Linked DNA regions of Sus scrofa: region 1 is linked to region 2. Evidence: chromatin contacts called from public promoter capture Hi-C data. All regions are on one chromosome and are shown on one strand. Each heading gives the region's core, a stretch centred on a gene start, on an enhancer-like site or on the middle of the called end of the contact. The rest is flanking DNA. Distances are from core to core; before and after follow the strand shown.

Region 1 (4,163 bases), core at 854-3,353, 360 kb before region 2:
TTAGGGTCTTGTAACAGCCTCGAAGGAGAGAGCTTTACGGTGGCTTTCGACACCTCTGAGGACAGTCCCCTTCCACCCCCTGTGTATCCGTTTCCTTCGAGAATGTTCTGGCTGTGAGTCAGCCTGTGTTCTTCCATGTAAATTCTGGAATCGGCTTGTTAAGTATCTTGAAAAGCCCTGATTTTAGCGAGCGTTTCTTTCGTAGGGCAATTTGGAGTAGAACTGACGGATTTCAGAGACGCGGCCTTCCTACCCGTGAATGCGGTACACGGTTCTCGGTTTATTCAGGTCTTCTTTACTGCCTTTCAATGACATTTTACATTTTTTCATAACACTTTTTAAAAAAGTTATATGTTTACATCTTTTCTTTTGTTGCTCTCTTCAATGGTGTGTTACAAGACCGTCTCCGCTGGTATCGCTGGTCTCTAGAGGCATGTGCACAAGAGTTTCCATGTGTCTCCCAGAGGCTCGCCAGCTTCCCCTGCCTTCCTCTGTGCCCCGGGCAGCACTTGTCTGCAGACTGCACTGCCAGGTTAGGTCACCGGGAGCGTCTGCACAGACCAGAGCTGGGAAGAGAGCGCGTCAGAGGGCCTGTTCCCCCAGGCCCCTCTCGACACAGACAGGCCTGTGGTTTGGCAGTGGCCTCGTTCCTCTGCCAAGGAAATCTCTTTCTCTGATTCCCGCTCCCTCCCGCTGCCCTGTCAAGATCAGGAGGGGTGTCAGCTTCCTGAGGCTAAGAGCCCCTCCGTGCATCACCAAGGCTTGCTTATTCACTTAAGTCTGCCCTTCACTCACGAAAAGCCCTCCAACGATCTTTCTGCGCCTGCCCTCTGCTCCTTGTTGGGCCCCTGACGGAGAGAGCAATTGCCATCAGAGGCAAGGGCCCCAGAAAACAGACTCGACATGGGATTGCAGAATTGGGCTGCCCATACACTTGATGCGTGTGGGGAAACCCAGCCCTGGGATTCTGTGCCATGCAGGGCACCCCAGTCCCTCCAGTTATCAGCAGTGGTGGCGGTGTGGATATGTGGTGCGTGGTGGGCAAAGAGATAGGTGGTCCAGGAGGGAGATGCTTAGTTGTTACAGTAAATGGGGGGAGAGATTACAGATTACGCAGGGGGCTGGCTACTCCTGAAGGCCCTGGAAAGTATGCACGAAGGAAAAGGACACTTCTAGCCTGGAGGTGTCAGGGCTCTCCAGTCAGACAGGCGGGAACACACATGTAATTCGACAAGATGGGTTTGTTGCAGCCGAGCACTCCGTGGGGATGCACGGGGAACTAGGAGGGCATCAGAAAGGACACCTCGTAGGGTTTGGCCTTTCCTAGGTGATTCTGCAGGGCTGTGCTGTGGATTGGATGCTGTTTAGAAGCTTCTTAAAAACTCCTATCTAGGAGAGCCGACTGCAGGGAGGTTAAAGCTCTAAGTGGGACGTGGCGGCCGTGAACCAGCTCCGGTGGGGAGGCTGGCTGAGAGTGCGCATGTTTCTTCCGTGTCCACACGTGACGGGAGTGGTCCGTGGCCCTGTGTGACGTCGGTGCCTGAGAAAATGCTTATGTCCACCGCAGAGCAGCAGGCCTGGCCGAAGCCGACCCCTCCACGTCCTTCTCGGAGGGACAACAGCAAAGCCCCGTGGGGACCGCACGGACAGCCCTCCTCCCGAAGCCTCCTGGTAGGTCCCGCTGCGGCACGGGCAACAGGCGGTGGCGGGAGGCGCGTCCACCACGCGCGGCGCCGCCGACGGACCCGAGCCTCTCTGCGCCGCGCCCGCCGTCCGCGCCCCGCCCGCGGCTCCACCCCGCCCGGCGCGCGGCGGCCCGCGAGCATGCGCACACGGCCGGCTCGGGAGCCATTTCGCGGGGCTGCGGCGCGGGGGGAGCGACTGCGCAGGCGCCCGGCGGGAGAGCGCGCGCGCGGGAGCGCGGCGCCGGAAGGGGCGGGGCGGCCCGCGCCTGCGCAGTGGGCAGTGCGGGGGCGGGGCCGGCCGTCAGCTGACTGTGGCGGCGGCGGCGGCGTCGCGGGACCACCGTCGGATCGCGGCTCTGCGCGGAGGGTCGCCCGCGCGTCAGCTCTCGGGAGGCGAGGCGCGGGGCCGGCCACACCATGGCGACCACCGTCAGCACGCAGCGCGGCCCGGTAGGCTTCGGCTGGGAGGCGGGCTCCGCGGCCTCCGGGCACAGGCGAGGGCCCGACGCCGGGCTCGGGGCGAGCGGTGGGGGGGGGGGTCCCCGCACTTGGCGGGTCCCTGAGCGGGGAGGCCTGGCACCCGGCGGGTTCCCGGTGGGGGAGGCCCCGCATCTGGCGAGTCCCGGCGCCCAGTGGGTCCCCGAGGGAGGAGGCCTGGCACCCGGAGGGTCCGCAGAAGGGAGCTGGCCCCGAATCCGGTGGGTTCCCCGGACGGAGGAGGCATCCCGTGCCCGGAGTGTCTCTCTGTGGACGAGCACCCTGGAGGCCGAGACTCCCAGGCCCGGCCGTGTCCCCGCTTCTCAAGCCCTCGTTTTCTCCAGTGACACCCGAGGGGTTGGGAGCTGGGAGTGCCCTCTGCTCCCGGGCCGCCCTCCTTCTCTTCTGTGTCCTGGCGCAGCTGACTGCCACTGCGGGGGAGCGGGTCCTGGCGGTGTTGAGACCGGGTGGTGCTCGTGGGTCCTGAGGTTTTTATCACAGCGGCTTCACGCGTGCAGCGGGCCGGCGCCTCCGTCTCTCCGACCTGACGCTGGTGCCTTCGCCTGGCAAGGCCACGGCGGAGGCTGCGTCCACGGCCGCCCAGCTCCTCACCCTTGAACCGGGCTTGGCAGGTCTTGTCTGTGCTGCTCCTGGCGGGACAGGAACGAGTTCCCCAGAAGGCTCTCCTGAGTTTGCCCAGGAGCGGGAAGGTTTTGCCAGAAGCCCCTGGGCACAGCTGCTCTTTCCCAGTGGTTGGCGGGAGCCTGACGGCACTTCCTAGCAGACTCGGGTGTGGAAACGCCCCAGGGTCAGTAGAGAGGCTTCTGGAGCTTGATTTCCGATGTTTCCACGTCCCCGTCCTCACCGCACACAGGGAGCTACAGCAGGTTGCGTGTCCACGGTTTCTCATTTCTAGGCAAGTGGCTCACCAGAGAAGCAAAGGGACAAAATTAGCGGTCCCCCCTCCCCCCCGGGAGCAGTGACATAACACATAATGGTCAGGCCGCCCGGCCCCCTTCCTGGCCTGTCGCCTGTCCTCAGCTTCCTGTGAACGTGGTGCCTCTGGAACCTCACATGGAGGCGAGGGGCTGGTGGCAGGCCCCGTGGTGGGTGAGGACGGAGCTGCGGGTGCTGGGATGTGGGCCTGCGCTCCTGAGCCGTCTGACCAGCCAGCGTGGTGCTTCCTGGCTGGTCTCTCGCAGTGCGCTCGCGGTCTTTCTGTCCGTGTGTCGTGCCCTCCGCGGCCTGCGCTCACGCGGTGAGGCCAGGTCCCCGAGCTGCCAGGGCTCCCGGGTCCTGAGTGCCCTGGAGTCCCTGGGCCTCTCCCAGCACACGGGGCAGTGATGCCCACCACCGGCGTCTCACAGGAGCCACACGGCGAGGCCTGGAGGTGAACAGGGGCCTCCCTGGGCGAGGGTCTTGGAGGAAGTGACCTGCGACCTCAAACTTGAGAAAGGAGCAGGGGCTGTGGGGTGACCGGAGGAGGAGCGTCAGAGCTAGACGGGGGTGGGGGTGAGGGCTTCTGCAAGGCCCGGAAGGGTCCGCAGGGGTGGCGCCTGTGCCCGAGCAGGCTGGCAGGTGCGGCAGCCTTGGGGCTGATCTGGTTGCTACAGTGTACTTCTGCTGGTTTTCTGAAACGTTTTTGCTGGCACGCGCCCCCTCGTCTGTCCGGCCGGCCGCTCTGGGTTAAAGACCTTCCGGCAGTTACTAACGTGGTAGGCTTCTTCCTTCTGCGGTCGCTGGAGGCTGGCGGAGGCCTCTTCCTTTGCCAGGAGCACGGCTGGACGGTGACTGGGCCCTCCCCGCTGCTGCCTGTGTGGCTTGCGGGCAGAGCTGGGAATCCAGCTGGCGCTGGCGAAGGGGGCGTTGGGCGGACGGTGCCCATCCTGAGCCCCGGCTGGGCAGCCCTCCAGAACGCCACCCTCTGCCAGAGGGCGGCGGGGTTCGGCCACGGCCCAGGGCCACCCTGCTGGGGCCCCCAGGGCCTGGACTCGTGTCTGC
Region 2 (4,203 bases), core at 250-2,749:
CCAGGGTCCAGATGCTCACCCCCAGCACTGAGCTCAGGGACAAGGCCATCTGCTGAGCTGGCTTCGCCCTGTCAGGTATCCAGAACAGGAACAGCTCCCCACCAGCTCCAGCCTGATGTCCCTATAAACCACATGCCTGGAAGAAGGCAGGGGCCTGTGATCACCCCCGGCACCCCCCATCTCCCAACGCCTCCCACCCAGGGAGAATGGGGAAGCTTGTTTACAGGGGCCCAGTGAGAACGAGCCCCCCTCTGCAGGGTGTCTAGAAGCGCCCAGGCATGAGCCACCAAACCCTGCTCACTCCTCTGGGTTAAGGCTTCTAGGGTGCTCTGGTCCACAAGCGAAACCTGGCAGGCACCAGGCTGGCCAGCAGGGATTAGGATGGACCGTGAAAACCGAAGCCTGGATGCAGCCTCACCCTGGGCAATGACGTCCTCGATGTTCTTCCCGTTCAACTCACTGATGACCTAGAGGAGATGACACCAAGGTTACCAGGAGCCCACAGTCGCACCCCCGCCAGCACCACCTACCCGCTCGACAGGCAACACACATGCTGCACATGGGAGCCTGCGCTGGCGGCCTCAAGCTTACTGCCGTGCAGGACCCGTGACCACAGAGACCTAGCCCCCGCTCTGTGAGATTCAGAGAATCTCCTGCACAGCTACAAAGACCGAGTCTGTCCCTTCCTTTGCCAATACAGATGTCCTCTCGACACACAGCAAGAAAGGTAACTTCAACTGCTAAAAGAAACGACACAGCGAAACTAGTGCTCCCTACGTGTCAAGAACTGGGTGAAACCAAAGAAAACTTAAGAAAGACTTAGCCACTTTCACTTAGAAAACAAAGCAAAACAAAAAAGCCGGACAGGAGCTTCAGTCATCTGGCCTCGGACCCCCACTGAACCGTGCTACCCGAGACGCTACTTCACCGAACCCTTGCTTCTCTCGGGCCGTAAAAATTCGCCCAAAGGACCCCAAAACCACACGGGCTGGCAGAGGCCTCCTAAAAACCGCGGGCACGTCAAACTACACTTTCCCAAGAAGAGCGAGTCGGGTAGCAGGAAGCCCGGTTGTTTGAACACACAGGCGGCTGGGAGCTTCGGGCCCCAGCGTGGCCGCTACCTTGTTGAGCCGATCGTCGTCCGCCTCGATGCCCACGCTGTCCAGGATCTTCTTGATGTCCTTGGCGCTAGGAGAAGTATTGCCCCCGAGGGCGGCCAGCAGGTAGGAAGCGACGTAACGCATCCTGAAGCGCGAGGAGGGTGGCGGCGTTAGCCGGAGGCCTCCCGCCCCTGGCCCGCGCGCGGCCACGCTGACTCGGGCCGGAGACCTCGCCGAGGGCCGGTCCAAGCATTGCGCCGCGCCCCGCCTGACCTCCTCGGCGCTCTCAGCCCCAACCCGGCCCGCGACCCCCACCCGGTCCGCTCGCCCCAACTCACTCGGCGGCGGCAGAAAGGCCTCGCGCGTGCGACCTCGGCGGCGTCAGGGACAGAAAGGAAGACGCCGGCGCGGGGGGCGGGGGTAATCCACTACCCAGAAGCCCCCGGGAACTGCACGCCTCATCCTTTGAGGGCGCCTTCGAATGACGTCACTCGGAGCTCAACCAATGAGGACGCAGGAGGCGCCATTATCCTATCCTGTCCCGCGGTCGCCGCCACAGAGGCCAAGGGCAGTTCCCGGGCCGCCCTCATGTGTATGATGGGGAGGGAGTCTCCCAAATCCCTGGAGGTAGCGAGGAGAATCAGGGCGCAAGCTCGAAGTGCAGTATTTCTCCCTTCAGGGTTCCCAGAATGCCACGCGCCGCCTACATCTCCCAACATGCAGCGCGGCCTCCACGCCGGGACTCTCGGGGGGGGGGGGTAGCCGACGTGGCCAGAGAACTACTAGTCCCGTGGTGCACGGCTACCGGAAGGGCTGGTGGGACGCTGCCTGCGCGGGTCGCACGTGGCGCGGGCGTTGCGCTGCTCGTCTGGCCTGCCCCGCTTCCAGCTTTCCGGTGGCTCCCGGCCCCAGAGACTGGAACTCGCTGTCCGGCAGGGCCCCGTGATGGGACCAAACCGCTGCTCCCTCCAGTGTTATGGCGGGGGCCGCAGGCGAAGCTAGGAGGCCCTGCCACCGCCTCCCGGAGGAGCGGAGCCAGGAGTGCCCCCGCCCTCGTGCCCCTCCCCTGACCTAGCCTTGTTGTCTTGGAACTGAGCTCAGTTCCTCGACGCGGACTTAGCACATTTCACTCAATCATTCCTCCGTGTCAGGGACCTTGCTGCAGGCTGGCGTCAGTCCTGAGAGGGAGCAGGCGCGGCCTTGTTTCCGCGGAATTTAGATTCTAATTTCGCGGACACGCTAAGTAAAGGAGGCAGTCCTAGGCTGAGATAGAACTTGAGGAAGAGGCGGTAACAGGGGGCTGAAGGACGAGAAGAGTCGACGCTGCGAAGATCTGGGGCGAGCATCAGGCCACAGCGCGCGCGGGGGGGGGGGGGAGGTGTCCGATGCAAACGCCCTAAAGGGGTCGGAGATGGGTTCAGAGGCAGCAGCCAGTCCGAGTAGGCTCTGACAAGGAGAACCCTCGAGTGTAACGCATCACACCCGGGTTGTTACTGCGAGTCACACAGTACCCGCATTATATAGACAGGAGATCACTCCCAGAAAGGTTTTCTTGCTCAAGGTCATCCAGCTACGATCTAGCGGGGAAACCATATTGCAATCCCACAGGGAAGTGGTGTGGCGTGATTGTTTTTACTTATTTTTTCTTGGAAAAATAATACATAACAATTAGTGTGTGTTTTTTTTGGCTTTTTTAGGGCCGTACCTCGGGGGCATATGGAGGTTCCCAGGCTAGGGTTCGAACCGGAGCTACATCTGCTGGCCCATGTCACAGCCGCAGCAATGCCAGATCGAGCCACGTCTGCAACCTACACCGCAGTTCACAGCAACGCCGCATCCTTAACCCAATGAGCGAGGCCAGGGATCGAACCCACAACCTCATGGTTCCTAGTTGGATTCGATTCCACTGAGCCACGACGGGAACTCCAAAACTTAGTATTTTAATCATACAATTTGGTAGCACCAGGTACATTCACATTATTTTGCAGTTATCACCACCATCCATTTCCAGAACTTTTTTCTCCTGTCAAACTGAACTTCATAGCCATTAAACAATAATTCCTCATTCCCCTTCCCCAGCCCCTGGCACCCACCCTTTTACTTTTGGTCTCTACATATTTGACTGCCCTAGGGACTTCATGTAAGTGGAATCACACAGTATTTGTCCTTTTGTGTATCGTTTATTCTATTTAGCATAAGGCCCTCAAGGTTTGTCCACATTGTAACAGGTGTCAGGATTTCGTTCCTTTTTAAGGCTGTGATTTTTTTTTTAAGAGCAGAATCTGTGACATATGGAAGTTCCGAGACCAGGGGTTGAATCGGAGCTACAGCTGCAGACCTACACCAGAGCTCACAGCAACACAGGATCTTTAACCCACTGAGCGAGGCCAGGGATTGCACCTGAGTCCTCAGGGCTACTAGTCGCGTTCATTACCACTGAGCCATGAGGGGAACTCCTGTGATTGGATTTAAAAAAAAAAAGTTCTTCTGGCAGCTATGGCAAAACAATGGGGCATGGGAGCTGGGGAGAGTGGAGGCCTGGTGGGGGAACTGCCATCCCAATGGGAGTGATGGTGGTGGCTGGGCAGTGGGGGAGGAAAGCAGAGGCACAGTGTCATTTGGAGCAGCACAGGCAGAAGCAGGTTTGTCCATGTATTCGTCCACAGGCACCTGCTTTGCCAGTTGAGGAAGCACTGGTGGGGAAGGTTCCCGCGAGAGTCAGACCAGGTTTGAGGTCCTTGGCTTGGGTGTTCACCAGCTAGTGGCCTCGGGCAGCATCTGATCGTTCAGCGCCTCCTTCACCTCCCTTGTGGGATGCAGAGGACAGAAGGACGCAGCCCGTGAGGAAGCCCTCGGTGGGGGCCCCCACCCAAAGCAGTGTCTTCAGAGCTGAGACGTGGGCTCTGCAGGGCTTGAGAGGCGACCGTTGGGGCTGGCCGGGGGCAGACTCAGAGCTCTGTCTTCTGTCAGGAGATGGGTGTGGGCCGCCAGCTGCGATCAGCCCCCAATATCCCCGGCCCGCCCTCCTCCGAGGTTGCACCAGCTCTTTTTAACACGGCGCGGAAAACGCACGGCCCGTAGCAGAGCGGGCGAGAACTTCTGA

The links. Promoter capture Hi-C pulls out the DNA fragments that hold promoters and counts their contacts.
Region 1: a contact with region 2 is called in a promoter capture Hi-C map of liver, with 4 times the contacts expected there. The contact joins the promoter of TOLLIP here to the promoter of RPLP2 in region 2. A contact is called at or near these places in 2 of 5 promoter capture datasets (fetal liver and liver), 1 of 47 Hi-C or Micro-C datasets (embryonic fibroblasts) and 1 of 2 datasets of contacts at active chromatin or transcription factors (alveolar macrophages).

Annotation. Positions count from the first base shown.
Region 1 is chr2:862,277-866,439 of Sscrofa11.1, reverse strand. TOLLIP (toll interacting protein) reads left to right here and starts at 2,103. Exons shown (of 7, transcript NM_001315800.1): 1 at 2,103-2,135. The coding sequence starts at 2,103.
Region 2 is chr2:505,187-509,389 of Sscrofa11.1, reverse strand. It overlaps RPLP2 (ribosomal protein lateral stalk subunit P2), which reads right to left and starts at 1,499. Exons shown (of 5, transcript NM_001244866.1): 1 at 1,439-1,499; 2 at 1,122-1,245; 3 at 419-467. The coding sequence starts at 1,244. It overlaps PIDD1 (p53-induced death domain-containing protein 1), which reads left to right and starts at 3,650. Exons shown (of 15, transcript XM_021082570.1): 1 at 3,650-4,203.